2 separate regions of the Callithrix jacchus genome follow, and region 2 is linked to region 1. Evidence: chromatin contacts called from public Hi-C data. All regions are on one chromosome and are shown on one strand. The core of a region is the stretch at or near the end of the contact, and the rest is flanking DNA. Distances in the headings are between cores, read along the strand shown. Region 1 holds the start of ARHGEF3 (Rho guanine nucleotide exchange factor 3). Region 2 overlaps ARHGEF3 (Rho guanine nucleotide exchange factor 3).

Region 1 (6,467 bases), core at 2,020-4,519:
AAGCAAGCAAAGCTTGTCACAAAACCTCTCCACAGCAGACCCCACTCCACCCACCATGCTGGTACTATTCCATGAAGAAACTCGAACTGACCCAATAGATTAGGTGCATATATTAAAAATCTCATTTTCAGGCCAGTCGAGGTGGCTCACACCTGTAATCCCAGCACTTTGGGAAGCCAAGGTGGGTGAATCATGAGGTCAGGAGATTAATTGAGACCAGCCTGGCCAACATGGTGAAACCCATCTCTACTAAAAATACAAAAATTAGCCAGGCGTGGTGGTGGGTGCCTATAATCCGGGCATGGTGGCAGATGCCTGTAATCCCCGCTACTCGGGAGGCTGAGGCAGGAGAATCACTTGAACTCGGGTTGCAGTGAGCCTAGACCATACCATTGCACCCCAGCCTGGATGACAGAGTGAGAATCTCTCTCAAAAAAAATTTTTTTTGGCCAGGCACAGTGGCTCATGCCTGTAATCGCAGAATTTTGGGAGGCCAAGGTAGGTGGATCACCTGAAGTCAAGAGTTTAAGACCAGACTGACCAACACAGCAAAACTCCATCTCTACTAAAAATACAAAATTAGCCAGGTGTGGTGGTGGGCACCTGTAATCCCCCCAAAAAATCTCATTCTCACTTGAGTTTCAACCTGTGCAAGTGAAGTGATACGAAGAATATTTTTATAAACCATTAAGAAAATGGGTTCAATATTTAATTTTCTTCTTTTTTTCTCACTTCAGTCAATGGGAGTTCATTCACTCAGGATAATTATTGGGCACCTGCCATAGGCCATGAGCCAGGAGTCAGTAATGAACAGGACAACACACCTCTGCCCTCCTGAATCCTGCATTCTTCTGGGTGGATGCACACAACCCAGAAATCAATGCATGAATAAGATAATCCCGGGCAAGCTCTATGAATAAAATATAATGAAAGAGTGTGACAGAAACTAACGGGGGAAGGGGCTGCTTTGGATAGAATGGTTAGAAAAACCATCTGTAAAGGGAAGACACCTGAGCAAAAGGGCAAGAAAGTTCCTAACATGGAAGAAGTGATGGAAAAGCATGCTAGGTAACGGGAACAGCAAGAGCAAAGGTTTTGAGAAGTCTTCTGAAAACCTGAACTCAAATTTTCATGAATTGCATCCCAGCCTAAAGGTCTCACCACAGGCCAACCGCCCCTATCCTCACAGCCTGCCTCTCTTTCCCCTAATTAATCAAGTCAAGGCTGACCTGTACTGCTCACTGAAAAGTGTGTTCTGGGAGAGGGCCCAAAGGGCAGCCCCCAATTTTTAGGGACTTTCGATGTGACTGGGAGCAAGAACCTGCACGTCCCTACCAGCAGTTCAGAGTTCACTTTTCTGGGACACCGGCCTCATGGAGAATACAATGTAAGGGGAAACCTCTGGAAAAACAAACAACTGTGCTTCAAGAGCCTCATGTACATTTCAAGAGGTTCCCTAGGGCTCCATGTTCAGAAGTCTTATTTGTGGAGTTCCAGAAGAGAGAAACTAAATTGCCCAGAAGACAGACACCAAATGGGCACAGTCCAGGGAAACTCTACAGATGGGAGGAGCAATCCGCTAGAGATGAATGAATGGGGGAGAAGGAAACAAGATCAGGTCCCTGGACCCTTAAATACCCTTCCACACTCACAGAGACTAGACGGTGTCAGCCTGTCAGGGGACACAGGCCTAAAAGAATCAAGTGGAATCTACCAGTCCCTCCCCCACAAGAGGCAAACACCCAATCACACCCCAGACCTTCCAGAGAAGGTACAAAACCCCATTTCCCAACAATGTCTTTGACAAAGGTCATCTCTAATCCACATTCTGAGATACACTTTGCTGGTTAGCCATAGGAGGTGTTACAGCAAAACTCAAATTTCCCAGTGCGGAAGGGAACACTATGGCTATGGTGTAAACACCACCAGCTCCGTACTAGAAGGAGCAACAGCCTGCATACCCACCTCATTGAGAAGCTCGGGCTGTGCACGAGCTGTCAGATGTCAGTGATAATAATCACAAGAGCCGCTAACACAGAGGATTTACCCTGTCTCCATCAGTATTTTAAGCACTTTATCCCCATACAACAATTTAAGGTTTGTACTGTCATCCCCATTTTATAGATGAGAAAACTGAGGCATAGGTAAATGAAGTAACTTGCCGAGGACTACATAGCTAAGACAAAGACCCACGGAAGCTCTCCTCTTCCACACCCCACAGAAGAGAGTGGATATACCTGGAAGTGCACGAAACGCATAAAAATAAGTTTCTACCGGTACATTCAGGGGCAACTACCGCCTGGCAGTTCTCCGGTTCTCGCCGAGTGCGGGAAGCAAACCTGGGCCAGGGAATAAATCCAGCAAGCCGAGTCCTCTAGGAACAAGGCGCTCTGTTTCCGCGACATTCAAGCACAAGATGAGTCTGCTGATAGTGCGAGAGCAGCTCTTCACCACCGCAAAGCCCAGGGGAACCCGTTTCCACCCGGTTCGATCAGCTTCCAGCCTCAGAAAACGCTCACCCTTCTTTGGCACCCACGTTGACCTTAACCCCTCGGCGTCCGCCACCCTGGCGTCCTATCCCGGGATTTTCTGGCCGCTTGGTTTAAAAGGTGCAGCCGCAGGGACAAGGGCCTCAGGCAGGCTGGTAAGGCGCCCGCCGCCCGGAGCGCCCTGAGCCCGGCTCCCCCGCCGCGAAGCGACCCGCGGTCCTGTGATCAGCCACGAGCAGCGCCCGAAGCGACGCTGACCTGCTGGTGCCCCGCCGGGCTGGAGCAGAAAGTTGGGCGAAAGGGGCGCGTCCCAGGACAGGTGGCGCCTCCCTCCCCGGAAGTGGCTCCGGGAATTTTCGCTCCAGGGGCTACCCGGGGACCAGAGTCAGGGTCCCCAGCAGGAGCGGCGGCTGGTCGGAGCTGGCGGTGCCACTGCCCACCTGCGCTGCGCCCAGTGCGCCCCCGTGCGCTCGGTGTACCCCAGACCAGGGAGCCCTCAAGGCCTGCCGGGGTCGCCGAGACCTGGCAGGGTAAGTCGGAGGTGTGAGTGGGGGGTCCAGCTCAGGAGACGGGGGAAAAGGAGGGACCAGCCCGGAAGAGGGTCCCACTCCGGGGGATCTAGCGGGGGTGTCCTGCCAAAGGGGTGTCCAGCCTGGGAGGCTCTAGAGGGGGAGCGGGGATCCCGGCTGCTTCCCGCACTCACCTCGGCCCCGGCACTGGTTCGGCTTCTCCCGGCCAGAGAGCGCACCGCGGCGGCTGCAGCTGCGGCAGCGGCTCCCCGGGGCGGGGCGGGGCGGGGCCGGGCCGGGGGCGGGGAGGCCGGGCCGGCCACGTGGGCTGGAGGCGGGCTGGGGACCCCTGCGGGTGCCGCAGCGGGGAGGCGCAGGACTTGGAAGTGGCCACGGTACCGCTCGGCATCCCCCGCTTCCCAAGCCCGGCCTGGGTCTGCGGGAAGGTCCGAAAGAGGAGAGTGGGGACCCCAGGACATCCCTCCCCCGCCGCCGCCTAAACAAGACTCAGGCGGAGATAATTGAGCGAGTCCGAGGAGGGGTAAACAGTCCTGGCCCTCGCTCCCTCAAGAGAACTCGCCGCGGAAACCCCGAGGGCAGGTCGAGGGCCAGGTACTCGAGTGGGACGGGACTCTCGTACTGGGGTGGGAGAGGCTGCCCTAGCGGGCGGGGGCCAGAGCTTGCACACGGAGCCCCACCCCCACCGCTGGGCTGATCTTGGGCGTGTCAGGTCTCGCCCAGGCCTCGCTTTCCTCGACGGTGGAGGTGAGAATGAGGACGATCCTCGAGTTGCCCTCAATCGTCGGCTTGCAGTTGGACGCCGAGCCTGAAAGGCCTGGGTCGAGCATGCGGAAATAAACATGGTACTCTAAAACGAGTTTCTGCAGGCATTCATTCATTCAACAGATGAACGCCTAAGGTCCTCACCACCTATTAAAATCAGAAATAAAGAGTGCCCTAGACTGTAGTCACTGGACTCTTAAGAAAGTGTAAACCCTGACGCTAAAAATCAAAAATTCATCTGTTGCTCACATGTGGTGCCAGCGGTGCATTTTAGGTGCTTGATGGAAATTAACATTAACGACAGCCTTTAAGGTGTAGGGTCTGTGCCACCCGCTTCTCAAATGAAGAAATCGAAGTTCAGCAAGGTGAAGCCAGCCCCCAGAGCCCGAGGATCACAATCTGGCCCCTGTTTACAGAGGAAAGAGCATCCGTCCAAGGTACTAAGGCTCTTCCCCAGGTGCAGGAGGTGGGTGAGGGTTGAGAGCTCCCTGGGAGGCCACCTGTCCTGACAGCAGGTGCTGGGATGCAGACCTTCCAGATTTCCTTCGCAGCAACCTCTGCTTTCTGTTGCAGGTGCTTAGCCCCGCAGTGCTGTGTGGCCTCTTCCTGGCCTGCAACCCACTTTTTGGGCTAGAAACTGGGCGTTTTGAGCAAACCAACTTGTATTCCAACAGCTGCAGCTTCATCCCACTACAGATTCTAGAGGGTTCCTTGACTCCAGATCCAATGCATTATGACCCACCAGTTTCCTGTTCAGGGAGCACACTCTCCCCAGTACTCCATTTCCAAGGACGACCCCTGTGTCCAGACCCCTAGTCCTCAACCTTTTCCCCAAGAACCCTTTTGTCATTCTCGTTTCTCCCGAATGCACAAGATCCATACAACAACCAGCCGTGTTTATCAGGTAATTGTATTTATTAAGCAAAGAGCTTCTCTTCCCTCTGAAGTCCTTGTTCCCTCCTCTGAGCTCAGCAGTTGCTTTGGATCTACCAGCCAACACGGTACTCTACCCAGGCAGCCTTGTCATAGAGAAAATTTTTCTTTGCATTAGATTCAATTTAACAATTATTTGAGCATCTACTACATGCCACACACTGTGTTAGGCTCTGGGGACAGCAGTGACTAGGATACCAAGATAGACACAGTCCCTGACCCCATGGAGGGTATGAGCTGATGAGGGAGAGTCGACTGACCTCTCACCAGGCGGCTAGGGAGCAGGACATGGTGACAGACACCTGGAAGAAGCACTGGCCCAGGCAGAGGGGAGGTGTCCTGTGAAAAGGGGGCTTGGGCTGAGCCCTGACCAGGCAGGGAACCAAGCAGGAGAAAGATGAGAAGACAGAAAGTGTGGAAGCTCAGAGGTGGAAGAGTACAGGCCACACTCTGCAAGTCCGTGGACAGGGAGGGAGGGGGAGAAGGAGGCTGGAGGGGCCTTGATGGCCAAGGGGAGACATTAGACCTTGTCCACCGAAAGGTTCAGGCAGAGGCACGATGGGATGGAAGCTACAGTTTGAAGACATCACACTGGCTGCCGAGTGAGAGATGATGCGGCGAGTGAGTCTCCTGTACACAGTCAGAGGCAATGTGCCTTTTTATTGTTACTAAAGGCAAATGCCTTGACTTCCTCTGTTTTATAATTCAGGGTTTCCGGAAAGCAGGACACATCTGCAAGCAGGATATTTAGATTAGCAACACAGCAATTTGACCCACAGGGTTTCTATGTGCAGCTCTCCCGTCCATGCCATGCTTAGCTCTAAGGTGGGCTTGGGGTTGGGGAGGACTTCGTTCCTAGACTCAGACAGAGAGTCTGTGGTAGGAGAGATTATACACCCAAGGACTGTCCTTTGTTGGGGTGAGAGAGGGGATACGCAGGAAATGTGGGTGCTATCCACAGAGTTAGGAAACTGAAGACTCCAGAAGCCCCTGATGGTCAGTCATCTTTTCTCAGAGCCTCTGATGGTCAGTCATCTTTTCTCAGAGCCTCTGATGGTCAGTCATCTTTTCTCAGAGCCTCTGATGGTCAGTCGTCTTTTCTCAGAGCCTCTGATGGTCAGTCGTCTTTTCTCAGAGCCTCTGATGGTCAGTCGTCTTTTCTCCTCAAAATAATCGGTTTATTCATAAGGGCCCATTCCCATTCCTGAGTTCAGCTCCCTCTCCCTGAACTACAACACAGGATGAGAAGGCCATATGCAGTGGCTCACACCTGTAATCCCAGCACCTTGGGAGGCCAAGGTGGGAGGATTACTTGAAGCCAGGAGTTTAAGACCAGCCTAGGCAACAAAATGAGATCCCCGTCTTCACCAAAAATTTAAAAATTAGCTGGGTATGGTATCGTATGCTTGTAGTCCCAGCTACTCAGGAGGCTGAGGCAGGATGATTGCTTGAGCCCAGTTTGGGTTGCAGTAAGCCACTATTACACCACTGCACTCCGACCTCCTGGGCTGACAGAGAAACCTTATGTCAAAAAAAAAAAAAAAAAAAAAAAAGGCTAGGATCAGAGCAGTTACTTCACAAAATCATCAATTGGGGAAGCCAGGGTTCCTGCAAGAGACCCCCCCACCTGGATGGTTGAGGATAAGCTATGACTGACACCAGGCAGAAAAGCAATGGAGAGAGGCCGGGGCAAGGGGCTGGGTAGCACCTTCAGGGAAAGCAGCCACAGGAGAAAGCACAACCAGGGTCAAGG
Region 2 (6,467 bases), core at 2,409-4,908, 73 kb before region 1:
AACCTGTCACAGAGTCTTACCCCAGCTTGTCCAAGCAAACTGAGATTTCATTACATGCCTAGGTAATAATATAGTTTATGCAGCTGGCACAGTGGCTCATGCCTGTAATGCAGCACTTTGGAAGGCTATGGTGGGAGGATCACTTCAGCAGGAGTTCAAGACCAGCCTAGGCAACATAGTGAGACCCTGTATTTTAAAAATTTAAAAATTAGCCAGACGCGGTGCTACATACCTGCCCCAGCTACCCAGGAGGCTGGGATGGGGGGATCATTTGAGCCCAAGAGTTTGAGTGCCACTGTAGTCCAGCCTGAGCGACAGAGCAAAACTCCATCTAAAAAAATTTAAAAATAAAAAAAAATACAGCTCTGTAATCCCTGAAATAAACCGGGGTACAAAAAAGGAAAGTCTTCTTCCTTGTAGATGTTTTCTTAGAATCCACAAAAGATCTCAGCCCTTGCTAAAATGTAGCCTATAAGACCAACATTATAAGCTACAATGATTCTACTAGGCACCTCCTGTGTCAACCACAAACAGCTTCAGAATTTGAGAGATGGGAATGGGGACATCCAGGAATAACTAAAGAGAAATGACAGCATTTATTGAGTACTTAATCTTGATTATCATAATACTTATCATAATACCACATCCTAGGTACTGACATTCATCCCATTTTACTGATGAAGAAATTGAGGCATAGAGCATTAAGTAGCTTGCCCAGAACCACAGTCAGTAAGCAGTGGCACAGTATGAGAGCCCAAGGAGGCAAACTCAACAGTAGCAATGTCTGTGGCAACCCATCTCAGTACCACCTGTCCCCACTGCCACACAGCGAAATAAAACAAAAGTGAAAGGAGTGCTGCCAATGAGAACTGGAACTGTTTGTGCAACGGGGCAATCTTAGCACGAATCACAGACTCGCAGGGAAGTCCTCTAAACGAGCCTAGCATTTCAGTTGCTGGGACAGCCTGCCCCTCCTGCTCCCTGTTGGGAGGGGTTCCTGCTATCTCTGTCTATAGACCTTACTCATTCATGTCTGGCAGCTGAGGGTCAGGGTCTGGAGCTGTAAACTGGGTCCTTGAAGGAGTGACAGCATCACTTCCATAAAGCTCCATTCTCTAATATGTAAAAGGCACAGAATAAGGTTTGCTGGGCATCCAGTAGAGGGTCTCCTTTCTACCATAACTCAGCATAGAAACAGAAGGTTACATGCCCCGGAACAAAAATGCTCCTCAGATTTGTCAAACACTTCCTAGTGTTCAAAGTATTTTTTACATATGCAGTCTCCTCTGGGATAAATCAATGTTATTTCTTGTTGCGATATGATGAGTACATATCAGAAGAGACAAATGCACAACATACAGCCTTCAAGCCTATAATTAACCTACCTGTAACACTGCACCCACACAAAGCCTGATGACCCCATAACTGTAAATAAAGCTATCCCTAGCACCTGGCACACAGTTGGTGGTTTAATCAATGTTGAATGAGTATTGGATAACCAGGAACCACTTTTAATAGGGTCTGCCACGTTCCCTGTTCCCTGGAGCCACTCAAAGCAAGTGTATATATAGAAACCATCCCAGCCATGCATTAAAGTAACGTGAGAGCAAATCACTGAGGAGCTAAGTTCTGCCCACACCTGCCAGGGGAGCTCCCAGCTGCTGATGCCAATGACCAGCGTGAGGTATCTGCAGAACCACCACACTGACAAGACAGATTTCAGTTGTTTTTAAACAAGCCATCAGAGTGGCTAATGGCTTCCCTCAAAGAAACCCCACACCTTCAGCCAACAGACAAGGAACTCATTAGTCGGAGCTGCCTCCTCCGATCTCAATTGTCCAAGGGTTTCATCCAAGCAGGCAGGAAAACAGCTCCCCGGAGCCCACATGCTGACAGGCGGCATCCGGGGTGATCAGATTTCTATCAGTAACAACACATGGCATTTCTTTCTGGCTCCAGTTCAGAATCCCACCCCACCCACCCCAACAGGCAGATCTCAGCTTTTCACAGGTCCTAAATAATCCAGCCTTTAAGAAAATACTCAGTGGGCGCGGTGGCTCACGCCTATAATCCCAGCACTTTGGGAGGCCACAGCAGATGGATCATGAGGTCAGGAGATTGAGACCATCCTGGCTATCATGGTGAAACCCCATCTCTACTAAAAATACAAAAAATTAGCCAGGCGTGGTGGTGTGCGCCTATGGTCCCAGCTACTCAGGAGGCTGAGGTAGGAGAATTGCTTGAACCCAGGAGGCAGAGGTTGCAGCGAGCTGAGATCATTGCGCCACTGTACTCCAGCCTGGCAACAGAGCAAGATTCTGTCTCAAAAAACTAAACTAAAATAAAATATACGCGTGTCAGTGACACACACAACATCACCAACACAGTCACTCATTCAATGTGCTGCCTCCCCTTGACAACTCCCCAAACGTGGTCACACTTTCTCATGTCTGCCTGGAAATCGATCTCCATCAGAGCCAGCAGACCAGCATCTCCCTCAGTCCCTGGGCGCCACAGGAATCTTCCTCCTGACATTCAGAGAACAGCCCTCCCTGGCTGAGTTTTCTCGAAGCTGGATGGCACAACCCTGCATAGGGCTCTTGAAGCCCCAAACCCCTGAGCCAACATCCAGGTGATGTTCCACTGACACACGGGGAGAAGCTGGGCTGGTGCTTCTGCCTGCGGAGGGGCCACAGGGGGCGCTCCCGGGGCAATGGTCACACTGTGTCCTCACTGGGTGCTGACTGTAAAGGTGTGCTCAGCTCATGAAATCCAGCAAGGTATGCAGTAGCTTGTATAGTTTTCTATGTTTATGTTATTCATCCGCAAAGAGTTAATAAATAAGGTACTGATTCACATGAATTTGCACTTTGTTTTGGAATGTTAGAAGTTGGAGGTGGGGGGGTTCAATAACACCATACTTCAGCCACATAAATCAGACTTTCTCAACAGCCTGAAAAACCAGTTGTTCCTGCCATCGATTGTGCGGGTTCCAGAAACACCTCCAATAGCCCTGAAGGAAAGACAGCCATGAAACAGCCACCATTGCACGTGCCTTCTGCTGAGGCTGAGGTAGAATCGATTTTGTTTATTCCAAAGTCAGGAAAGTGAGGATTTGGTCTTCCAGATGAAAACAGTCAGGCAGCTTGGTTTTCTGCAGAACCTATTTTTAAAATTGGGTTGCTCACAGGGGATGGTGCTGTGACCTGAACACACACTGTTTTTCAAAAACAGAGGCTATGCCTGCAGCGCTGCACCCTCCCTTCCACATTTACCACCCCACTCAGCCTCTTCCTAGCTGACCAGGGATGGGTGGGTTCCAGGAACTCTGCCACTCATGAGTCACCCTCCCAGTGCCTGACAACTGCTCCTGGATCTTGATCAGTTTTCTTCAAGAGACTGGCTTTGGTGTTTAGGGCTCATGCTGCAATAGCTTGCAAAAATGTTTTATATTCTCTTTTTTATGAGCAGCGTGAGCAAGTATATGAGAACATAAGAATAAAACCCCGCCCCTCTCCTCCTGAATAACAGGATACATTATTTCTGAGCCACTAGGTCAGGCCATCATTTGGCAGCTCAACTATTTAGCAAAGGCAAGTTTCTCATCACCTTTTCCCGGCAGGGCTGCTTAGCTGGGCACCTGGGGTTTGTGCCATGGTCTAGGGGCAGCCTGGTGTTTCCTGGCCAAAGGACAAAGCTGAATTGGCCTGACATCACGGGAATTTTCCTAGCCTTCTTCGTGTTCTGCTGAGATCTCCAAAATATATTAATTGTGTAGATCTTTGGGCAGAAAATTCTCAGTTGAGTCACGCTGGATGTACTTTCCTAGAACAGATCAAACTTCAGCAAAATTAAATCTGTGAGCTTTCCAGTATGATTAATCCCTAAGAGGTGGCCGTGCCAAGAATAGCCTCTTCTGGGAACCTGTGAGCGTGAGCCTCCGTGGCTCAAGCAAGAACAAAGACCACACTCATGCTTCCTGGGGCTCCTGTGGTCACTCTGCTAGCTCCCCAGAGCAGTTTGGATGACCCTGACACTTGCAATGAAATGCCACTTAACAGCCCACTTGGAAGCCAAACAGAAGTACACTGTCTGGATGGAATTGGAAGAAAAAGATCTGCAATGGGAGCTCCAGAGATCTGGATTCAAATCCACCTCTGGGATCATGGACAAGTTTTTTGTTTGTTTGTTTTGTTTTGTTTTGTTTTTTGAGACAGAGGCTCTCTCTCTTGCCCAGGCTGGTGCAGAGAAGCATGATCTCGGCTCACTGCAACCTCTGCCTCCCAGGTTCAAGTGATTCTCCTGCCTCAGCTTCCCAAGTAGCTGAGATTACAGGCATGTGCCACCACGCCCGGCTAAGTTTTGTATTTTTAGTAGAGATGGTTTCTCCATATTGGCCAGGCTGGTCTCCAACTCCTGGCCTCAACTGATCTGCCCACCTCAGTCTCCCAAAGTGCTGGGATTATAGGCATGAGTCACTGCCCTGGGCCCTGTCATTTTTCTCTGGACCTCTGTTTCCACATCTGTAAACCCCAGGGGGACAAGCACAGCATCTCTCAACTCCCTTGCAAGCTGGTGGATTTTCAATTCCAGCTCAAAAATATATTTAAAAGAATTTTTTTCAGTGAATTGTCAAAATCCAGATGGCTCTCACAAGAATTGAGAGGTTTTACATTAAAATCCCAATTTCTAGATTATCTTGGGAACTCCGTAGATCTGGCCCCCGTGGGGCCAGATTCTCAACAGGAGGCAGGAGCCAGGATGGGCAATGAGCTCGGGGGAAACAGAATGCATGGTCCAAGCCGTTGCTCTCATTTTCATGATGAGCGGCCCTGTGAGCATCAAGTTGGAGGCTCCTGTTCCTAGGTCTGGCCCCTCCCCCCCCCGCCCTTCAACATATTGCTTAAACTTTTTCACTTTCATTTCAGCTGGAATGCTCAAGAATGAACTATGAAGTCAAAATATTTTATTTTATTTTTTTAAGTATCAAAATATCTGTTAAGTGGAGATCCACCAACTGAGGGCCTCTGCCCCAGCCTGCCAGCAATTCTAGCACTGCCCATGTAAGGAACCTAGAGCTACTTCAGAAGTTCCCCGGACCCTCCAACCTCTGTGGGCTGTCTCGCACCACCCTCTACCCCTCATCCCCTCAGCTAAGAATCCACGTTTGGGAGCCAGGACAGTGAGGCCAGAGGTGGGTGGGTCTCTGAGGAGGGTGGGAGCTACATCTGCGTTTTGTCAGCCTGCTGGACACGCCAGGGTGTGCAGAGTGGCTGCAGGCCTGCCAAGTTGCTAGAAGAGATTAAACAAAAAATGAGCCACACTGCTGCAGGAGACAAACGAGGGAGTGCATGGAGAAGACCCCAACATACCCAGTGTGTGTCTGCGTGATGGAACGCCAGGGTAGGAAGATGGGGCTTTGTTCCACATCTCTTTAAAGGAACTGCACAAGTCAAGAGGCACAGGATGAAAATTCAGTTCTCAAACCAGCCCATCTCATTGGAGGTGGCAATATAATAATAATAATAAATGATAATAACAGTGAGCAGCACCACAGCATGACAGCTAACATTTAGTAACCTCTTACTCTGTGCAAAGCACAGGCATTCTCATCATCCCCATTTTAAAGATGATGAAGCAGAGGCACAGCAAGGCCACGAACTCAAACAAGGGCACACCGCAGCAAGCAGTGGAGCAGGAGCTGGAGCACAGGAGCTGCCTCCTGAGCCCGGCCTGCCTGTTCACCTCAGGGCTTTCTCCAGCCTCTTTTTAACATGCAGGCACCACAGCACACCTACCTTAGATGTTCAGAATTCAGGGACACACCCTGTCTTCTATACCGTCTTCTACTATTGAAAAATCACAATGGAATTTATTCACATGTGCACTCCTCTATATGTGACAACTATGTACATTGATATCTACATACACAGGTTATTTTACAGGGTTGTACATACAAAACTATGCATGGTTTGGAGGATTTATGCATTTTTAAGATTAATTTTGACTATCTACAACCTGTACCTGATATGCCAACTTTAGGTGTGTACAATTGCCCTGTTCACAGCCAAGTGTCTGCCTCCTCAGAGCCCTGACTCCCAAGGGGCCCACCAAGGAGAACAAAGGACCCCAGTATTCACGGAAAGGCCTGAACAATGGGGAGACTAATCTTGAAAACTAGACATGGGCTGCTTTACAAAATACACATTACCCCAAGGAAGAGACATTTGGACCTTTGTTCATCGTCTGCGCACTCCTGATTTACAAATACTCCACGAAGCTTAGAAAGAACAGATTAAAAGCAGCAAGATTTGAAGAAAGAAATGAACCAAAGACAAAACGGTGTTAACAGGTGGCACAGGAATCTCTGGGAGGGAGACCAAAAGGAAATTACAAAGCAGACCCAAAGCAGACTTTAGTGTCAGGGGAAGTGTTCCCGCCCACTTCCACAGTGAGTGGGAGCCCCC

Evidence for each region. Hi-C and Micro-C count contacts between places; a contact is called where the count stands out from the background.
Region 2: a Hi-C map of induced pluripotent stem cells shows a contact between it and region 1, with 2.0 times the contacts expected there. The contact joins the enhancer-like site here to the promoter of ARHGEF3 in region 1. A contact is called at or near these places in 2 of 3 Hi-C or Micro-C datasets (induced pluripotent stem cells and skeletal muscle).

What each region holds. Positions count from the first base shown.
Region 1 is chr15:75,001,020-75,007,486 of calJac240_pri, reverse strand. ARHGEF3 (Rho guanine nucleotide exchange factor 3) reads right to left here and starts at 3,269. Exons shown (of 12, transcript XM_078351863.1): 1 at 3,193-3,269.
Region 2 is chr15:75,074,547-75,081,013 of calJac240_pri, reverse strand. All of the region lies in intron 2 of ARHGEF3 (Rho guanine nucleotide exchange factor 3), which reads right to left. Among named protein-coding and RNA genes, the nearest start is that of ARHGEF3, 74 kb to the right of the region's middle. Within about 2 kb of position 3,658, at least 3 of the 16 cell types and tissues checked have an H3K27ac peak or open chromatin away from gene starts, as enhancers often do.